2 separate regions of the Gossypium hirsutum genome follow, and region 1 is linked to region 2. Evidence: chromatin contacts called from public Hi-C data. All regions are on one chromosome and are shown on one strand. The core of a region is the stretch at or near the end of the contact, and the rest is flanking DNA. Distances in the headings are between cores, read along the strand shown.

Region 1 (4,535 bases), core at 596-3,095, 140 kb after region 2:
ATAAATTATTTATGTCGTAGTTTATGAGTATGTGGTGTGGATTGAGGTGAGTTTGTTAGTTAAATCTTAGGCATTGTTATGAGATTATTTATCGGTTAGGGAAGTAATTTCAAATGAGCTGCCTTATGGTTACCAAATAGGTAAGAAGAGATTGGTTGTCCATTGTCAAGTTAGCAACTAGAACTAGTTTATTAAAGGCAATGAAGATATTCTTGCATCGATGATCGAATTCATGAATCAAAAAAAGACTTTACCTTTGGCTAGAGCTTTTTACCATTATTTTCCTAAAAAAAACTTTCAATTATTGTCTTCTCCATTTTAATTTTTAATTCGAATTTAGTTTTTTTATTTTATAAACCCCCTTTTTATTTACTTTTCTTATTTTTACTTAAGAAATAAAATTATCATCGATCTCCATGGACACGATCCTACTTTTTGTTTTATACTAATCTTATTTTTCAAGTTTTATTTTTGTAGGTCTCGACAGCCTATCAGAGAGTTTGGTACAAGTGGTTGGGTTCCTGTTTGGTTTGAAGTGAGCCTAGGATTGGTAAGGTTTTCTAGGTTGACAGGGTTGGATGGATTTGCTAAGTTAGTAGGGTTGGTGGGATTCACTAGATTAGCCAAGTTGAGGAAAGCATCAATCTGAGAGGAAGTCATGGTCTGGTCCGCATTCCCCACACAAATTATCGATACAATTGTACAACAAAGAAGGAGATAATGAGGAGAGGGTGGGGGTGACATGGATACCAGTTCACCTAGGTAGGCGAAGAGCCAAAAAAGGAGAGAAGTAGAAGAGGAATAAGGAGGTTGCGAAGGCAAAGGAGACTAATTCCAAAGGGTAAGTACTTAGGGTTGCAAAGATGGTTAAAGGATCCCTTCCTCATCGTTCTTTTAGGTATTTATAGGGGAAGGTCATGTGCCTGGTCTCATGCCTGATGGTGCCAACTCATTGATAATATGGGTGGTGGCCCACACATGTGGTCAGCTAGGTGGCAAGTTGATTGTCCTCAAGTGTCGTACTACTCTGACATTCCTTTGGCTGAGGTAGTACGAGACTATTACACCTCAATGGTCCATGATGGTCTCCTATTGGTGGTAAGTGTGTTTTCGCTAAAAGTCAATGGCTGGTCACTTAGTAACCAGTCAACTAATTAAAGACAAGTAATTGCTCGAGTGATCTTCAAATGAGGAACTAATTGGGAGATGCAAGAGAAAGAGAGTTATCCATGGGCATTTTTCAGGAAGCTTCTCGTGGTGCCACGTGTCCAAAAGGTATAGGGGTATAACAAACATTTTAATCACAATATGATAGAAAATATCTGTATCTGCAATTTAAATCTATTCATGAAACATAATAGTTATTGAAGAAGTTGAAGGAGGAAAAAGAAGACAACAAAACAAGTTTGGTTTATTTAATTAATTAAATGTGCTAAAGGAAATAGGAAAAAATAGAAAGGAAAGAGTGTGAAAAGGGAGATTTGGGGGTTGTGGAATACTTCAAAAGAAGGATGTAGTTGGAGAAGGTGATGATCACATGGCATTGCGTATTAAGACATGCACATGAAGGCCCACAATGTCAGCTCAAAAACAAACATATTTCTTAAAGCCCACTTGCCATCAATCCCCAAGTTGGGAACATGAACTTTTATTGCCCCTTCTCTTTCTCCCTCACGTTTTCTCTCCATTCCATAATTTTTTAACCACCAATACTACAATCATACAATACAAAGAAATCCATTAAAATAAGACAAATTAGGATACAATACGTAAAATTATAGCATCAAAAATACATCTATACATATAAACAAGAACCCCAAACGATTACTCCTTGAGTTTTTTTTTTTATTCAAAAGACCAAACCCTTTTTAAGTCCAACCATGCTTTCTCCAATGCCCTTGTCTTCTTCACGTCCAACATCACTATCTTTGTTATTGTACTCTCTCTTTTCTCTCTCTTCTCTCACATACACACACTCGCATCCCCCATGGTTGTGGTCCTTCTTACCTCTTTATATCTCTCTTATCACTTTCTCCAATTCTTCATATCTTATATCTAACACTACTCTCTACTCTTTCTTTCTTTCTTCTTCTTCTTCTTCTTCTTCTTCTTCTTCTTGCCTTTTCCAAACCATAACCATTTTTCTACACCATATATATTTATTTTTCCTTCTGCATTTCCATATTTTGGGGGTACTATTTTGGAACTTACTGAATATTTTAAAATAATTCTTGGTTTTTGGTCATTAGGGTGTTATTATTACTTTAAATCCCCCACAAGATGTCTAGCAGAAGGTCGAGACAGTCAGCAGCAGGTGTTTCGAGGATTTCAGATGATCAAATCATTGAACTTGTCTCAAAGTTACGACAGCTTCTGCCTGAGATTCGGGATAGGCGATCTGATAAGGTAAACATTTCATGGAATTCATGTTTCTTCTTTTAATTCATCTTTATTTTTACAAGAGAGTTGAGTTATTATTTTATAATTTTATACATTTTCAATGAATTAGATGATTTATTTTTATATGGAAAACTATAACGTACCTATATATTTAATTTTCCCTGGTTGCATGTGGCACATGGGAATAGTATATTTCAGTTAAAAAAAAAGTAATAGTCCTCGAAAATACAGTTTGAAAACTTGACCCCGGACATCAAGGAAACATATTTTCTTGGGTTTCAGCTCCTCATTGACTTAAAACAGTGCATGCTTTGACCCCGGATATCATGTATATCATAAAATAGCGATCACAACATCACATTACGAAGCACATAATAGTCTATTTTGTCGACCAAGGGTCGGACTTTACGATTTATTTATTTTTCGATTATGATGTTATATGGAAATAATAATAATAATGTGGAAAGCAGAAATGTCAGAAAAGAAAGTGACTTAATGTTGGGGCATTGTAAATCCCCCTGCTGGTGCAGGTATCAGCATCCAAGGTCTTACAAGAGACTTGCAATTACATTAGAAGCTTGCATAGGGAGGTGGACGACCTAAGTGAACGGCTCTCACAGTTGTTGGCCACCATTGATGCTGATAGTGCCGAGGCTGCTATTATTAGGAGTTTAATTATGTAATAATATTTATTATAAACCAATGTTTTTTATTATTACTAGGTTTATATATATATATGATATTATATATTTGTATTTATATATAGTTTAAGATGCTTCCTCCATGTGGAAGGGTTTGCAATCTAATTACCTAATTTGTATAATAAAAGGACTTTACACTAGCAAAGCCTTTAATTTTAATGGCAATATACTATTACTTTTTCTTGGCATAGGACAAGCTCGATTAACTTCTCTTTTTATGCTTATGTAATCTTTTTTTTTTCTTTTGAGCAATTGAGGTATTTAAAATTCTAAGAAATACTAATTCACATGAAATGAATGTGATTTGAAATTAAAAAAGAATATGTTATTGTGTCGATTCTAAAGGTTTATGTCGGTAAGTTGGGATCAATTGTGTTATAATTTGCAATAAGGAAGCTCCAAAATCATCATTAGTGAGTGATTTGATGGAAGACTTAATTAAGTTTTTCTTTTTTTCTATATATGGCCTACCTATTACTAAGATTTTTATTTTTTATTTCGTATAAAGAAAATTATAGTTTCGGATAAAGAAGTTATATGAATATAATTGTATAAAACGATTAAATTTTAAATATGACAATCAAATTTTACGATATCATTGTTGTACACTCTTGAATCACAAGTGTCACAGGCAATATTGAATTGTAAATGAGACCCCTCTCACAATAACCCCATCCAAAGTTTAGTCACTGGGAACATGGGGTACTATAGTTTTCAGAAACCTGTTCATCTTTTGGTAAACAATTAAACATGATTTGAATTGAAAAGGACAAAGATGGATCGATGTATCGACGATACCATATGTCAACTTAAACATTGTTTTATTATTTGATGTTTTAACTTGAGCAAATTCTGCAGTAAAGTTAAACTACATGAAAAAGAAAACAAAATGGTGAGTTTATATAAATCCGCATGTAATTTAGGGCCAAAAACAGCAAAAGCAACAAGTCAAGAAGCCATAAAATAAAATTTCTTTTTTAAATAAAGTCAGGTCTAGATCAAGTACAGTAATTTTTTCTTCTTTTTTTTTTTTGGTATTTAGCGGTATCAAACCCCAAATGAGGAAATATCGAACCCCAACATTAAGGGATTAGAACATGGCCCTAGGGTCAAGTACCTAAGGTTTCAACAATCATAATTTTTTAAAGTAAGATATCGATACTTAAGGTCATAGTATTGAAACATAAGTCTTTGAAACTGCATTTAATATCTAAGTAAACGTCTTCAATGACTTTATTTTCCTTCAAACGACTTCAAATAACTAAAAATTATTAAGAAAGTATCAATAGAGTTCAAAAACATCAAGAAATAGACAAAAAGAAAGTTTACGAAATTTATTATACAAAAATTCAACTTTTCATTTGTAATTCTTTATCTTACTTTTACACACTTGAGGTTACATGATATTTACACATAAAAAAAATCAAATTGTCA
Region 2 (4,468 bases), core at 1,505-4,004:
TCAATTATGCTATATAAGTCAAACTTTTAGTTTTAAATTCATTTACAACCCGAGTTTAAAAAAAAAAACTAAAATTCTCTCTGAAACGAGAAGGGAGAGAGAGAGATCTAGGCTCCGGTCTCCGTCGAGCCGAGCCCCGGTCGTCGACTTCACGCGCCCACGCGCCTACGCGCTGTCGCCGACTCCTCCCCGTACGGTGGTTGGAGGCCCAAAATCTCGATTTTCAACGCGATTTCGACTGTAAATTTATTTTATTTTAATGGTATTTGCATGCATATAGAGAAGATGAAGAAAAATGAAACAAAGTAAGAGTATATCACCTCTTAAAGAAACTGCTTGAACCCTTTTTATGAATAAGTATATGTATTTCTCTTTTTGTCAAAAAAGTCGGATCCTTTACATTGTTTTGATTCGGGCTTTTATAGCCACTGTGGTTATTACATTTAGGGAAGAAATCTTTTTATCTCCTTCCATATTTATTTTGTTTGCTGCGGTTCCTTTCCTTTTGCAGGTGCTTGCGAGAAATCCGGTGGTGACGAGGGCTTGACGATGGTCTATCGGTGGCGTTGATCTCTGCGTGACTCGGGGCCTAGAATCGTGGCATTGATGGAAGGCAGCTGGAACGACGGAAACCGAAGGGTCATGAGGCTTGGCTTCTGGAACCTTCTATTTGCGGCGCGAGGAGAAAGGGAGCTAGGGTTTCTAACCCTATCTGAAAGTCATTTGGGCCCCTGCTATTTGGGCCTTCGGGTTTGAGTCTGCTGTAGGTTTAGGTTAGGTTTGGGTTTGAAAGTTATTTGGGTTAAGGTTGTAACTGGTATAGGGTAATGGGTCTGCTGGGTAGTTCTGATTTTGGGCCTACTGTTTGGGCTTTGTAACCTGGACTTTTAATGGACTGTTAAATAAATAAATAAATATTTATTTATTTTTGTTTTATTTAAGCCCGGTCAAATTTGGGCTGCTACAGATATGATAAAGATATCAGATCAGTTCAAAAATTTACATGCATGACAAGTACAATTATATTAATAAATTTAATGATTGGATCATTACAATATTAATCATATAAATAATTACGAAAGTATAAAAAACTAGTTTAATTTTTAAAGAAACCTCAACAGGGTGAAAACCCAAGCTAATAAAATAAGATTGCATTAGAAACTAAATAAGTTGGTGTCTTATTTTCTTAAACATCATCCATAGAAAATATGTAAGCTACTTTAAACTTTGCTTTATTACTAATAAATCAAGCATGCATGCGAAATTAAAGACATAATCTGTCGGAGACAACCTCATAATCCCCTTATTTTTCACTAATATTTTCTCATTATCTTATAAAAATATATAAAGTTATATGATTACTATTCGTGGAGTATATATATATATTTAAAATGTACAATCGAATTCTATTCTCATGCATTATTAAAGAACCCGACATTATCTAGAATATATGGGCCACTTCAGTTTGCAGAATTTTTTCGGCTGATTAATTTTGTGATATATATATATTATATTTATTAAGGATCGTATTCATCAAGTTTATGGCTTGTATTGAATTGTCTTTATTATGAGAGGGCAGTTTGCCCTAGCTAGATATAATTAATCCTTTTAATTTTCAGTCTCATATTTTTAAAATTCCTTCTATTATACGATCCATCAATACGACCTAGGGGATAAGAGCGAAGTCAAAATTTTTTTTGGAGGGGTCCAAATTAAATTATATATATATTTATAATAGTAAAAATGTAATTTTGCTATTTTAATAGCATATATCTTTATAATTTTTAGAGGATTAAATCAAAATTTTATCATTTTTGGGGGGTCAAAGTAAAATTTTACCATTGCTAATCTAAAATTATAAATTATAAAGGACCTAAATGAAAAAAATTTATTTTAGGGAGGCCGAGACCCCTACCAGCCCTCTAGGTCTATTCCTGATTATAGGGATTGGATCAAACTAGTCCCTTTACTATTAAACAAATCAATCTAATCCTTCTACTATATAAAAAAAAGTCAAATAAGGGTAAATTGGAACAGAGTCAACATTTAGGCTTTACTTAATAGAGTGAAAATAAAACTAGAAAGATGAAAAACATAAATTTTTTTTCCATCCAATCGAGCATAACCTTATTGCTTGAAAAATGACATAAAAATATTATTTTTTATTTATAGTTTGACTCCAAACAAAATATTTCATAGTAGAATAATAAAAAAGCTTTCAAAATATAATTATGTTGAACAACAAATGTTATTTTTTAAACAATAAATGTTAATCTTTTGAATTTTGAACTTATTTGATTCTTTTTAATAATATATAAATTAAATTTACCCTTTTAATAATAAAATGATTAATTTGATCTGACCCCTATAATAGAGGGTTTAGCTAGATACATTCACCTATATTTCTCCTTTAAAAATTTCCCTTTTCACCATTTTAAAAAGAAATTATGGCAAGATTTTTCAAAGTTAATATGGTTTTGTGGCAAAAAGACCTTCATTTTGTTGTTCAAAATATATTAATAATATTTTATTTTAATTTTTTCATAATTAATTTTGAGAGACTTAAGTCTCGGGCAAAAGACAATAAGCTTCAAATCTAAAGAAATTATCAAGTCCAAGAGAATAAGTCTTAAGCCGAAGAGAAAAAACTAGAAATCCAAAGAAATTAGCAAGCCCAAGAAGGCAAAGCCTCACAAATATCCAATTGGGGCATGATTATAGGCAATAAGTAATCATCAACCCTAGTCTCTGTCATGGGTCAAGAAATAGGACCAACAAATGGGTTGGAGGAGTAGTTTTGTTTGAAAGACAGCAACATCCTCAGGCAAGCACATGGAAGAAATGACTTGGCTTTCCAGCACTCTCATGCAATCAACAACTTAAGAGTACCAAGGAATCTCGATATAAATACCCAAATATGCACACCTTATAGTGTGTCCTTTCAAAAACCCTATTGTTACTGTACCTAACCCCCTTTTTATTTTTAATAATCATCGTTGTTAGAAAATTGCTTAGAAAATATACTAAAGTTGGTAGATCGAAAATTTAAAATTGGTCTAAAACGAGTTTTTGTTGTGATATTAAAGTAATCAACCAGATCAAATTTGTATCGTAAAAGACTTTTAGGAATGTGCATGAACATGTTGATTAAACTGAATTGAAGTCTAAATGTTTTAAGCTTCCAACTAATTGATCTTTTCTGCTATTCTTGAACTCACAATTACTTAAATAATGACCCTTATTCAAAGAGCCGAACATAGGACAAAAACCAAGACTTTCTTAGAAAGTTCCTTGCATAAACTTTTATGTAATCTAAAACTGAATTTTTAACTTCTAGTTTCTAATTATAACCGTTGGATGACTGCAATTATAATTGCTCCCAATCTAAAAGTCCAACTCAAGAAAAATAAAATTTATTTGAATAAAAGATAAATTACTCAAATAAAATATCACTAAATATGCACAAAGTTTCCCTTAGTATTTTCTACTATATAATTTTCGATTAGCTTTGGGTATTTATAGAGAAAACTATACAAGAGTTTAATTTTCATTCAAAGTTTTTAATTAATTAAAATGGGGTAATTTGAGTCCAATTAGGACACCCAAGGAAAACCAATGGTGGCACACTAAGAGAGAGCACTCCCTATACTTTGGACACCCATGACCATTTGGGCTAAATTGGGTTGGTCCAAAATCGGTTCAAGTTTCCGAGGTCATCTCTCTTGATTTAAATAAAAAAATCATTACTAAATACTTAATTAAAAAATAATTAAATATTCCTTCAAATTAATTAATGAGAATTAATTAATTAATTTACACAATTCAATTTCAGTTCTGTTAAGATCATGACGACTTTATTGTATTATAACTTATGGGCAAACCTATTTAATTATCCAAATGAAATAAAATTACGATGGCTACATAATTTAATTTTCACTTTGGGCTCAATTATTTAATTTATTCATCTAGTTAAATAATAATCCAAAAAAATTAAATTAATTTTAAGTTATCTCTCGCCTTCTTGAGAAAATATATTTACTATAAATAATAATACATGCAATCTATTTCTCATTGGTTTTATACATTCATTCACACCTCTTATCATGCAATCTGTAATTAAGCCATAACTATATATATAATTAGCTATATAAAATTAGGGCTAAAATAATTTGTTATTAAGTTCTAACTCTTCGTTTACTAATTACAAAGTTATTTAGTCATGAAGTCAATCCATTAAAAGTACCATGATTGAACTCCCCATTATATACCATTATGAAAGCTACATAAATCAAGCTTTTGTCCAATGACCTTGTCCCTCGTGAGTTACCCTTTTAGGTTAAATCTATTCACTTGATCAAGCCATTTTTATCTTATGATTACCATTGTATCTTTTGCAATGAAAATGATCATTACTTAAACCAATAATGATAAAATTGTTTGTCCTAGAAAAATGACCCATGGCCATTTC

Evidence for each region. A called contact is a pair of places that touch in the nucleus more often than the background predicts.
Region 1: a contact with region 2 is called in a Hi-C map of leaf, with 4 times the contacts expected there. The contact joins the promoter of LOC107888622 here to the enhancer-like site in region 2. A contact is called at or near these places in 20 of 34 Hi-C or Micro-C datasets (anther, callus, cotyledon and 4 more).

Annotation. Positions count from the first base shown.
Region 1 is chrA09:5,899,983-5,904,517 of Gossypium_hirsutum_v2.1, forward strand. It overlaps LOC107888622 (transcription factor PRE5), which reads left to right and starts at 1,846. Exons shown (of 2, transcript XM_016812792.2): 1 at 1,846-2,406; 2 at 2,931-3,289. The coding sequence starts at 2,281. The coding sequence ends at 3,083.
Region 2 is chrA09:5,760,302-5,764,769 of Gossypium_hirsutum_v2.1, forward strand. LOC121206495 (a long non-coding RNA gene) reads left to right here and starts at 57. Exons shown (of 2, transcript XR_005901529.1): 1 at 57-305; 2 at 512-936. Within about 2 kb of position 2,755, at least 3 of the 9 cell types and tissues checked have an H3K27ac peak or open chromatin away from gene starts, as enhancers often do. A contact at or near this core is called in hypocotyl and leaf, where this site is marked.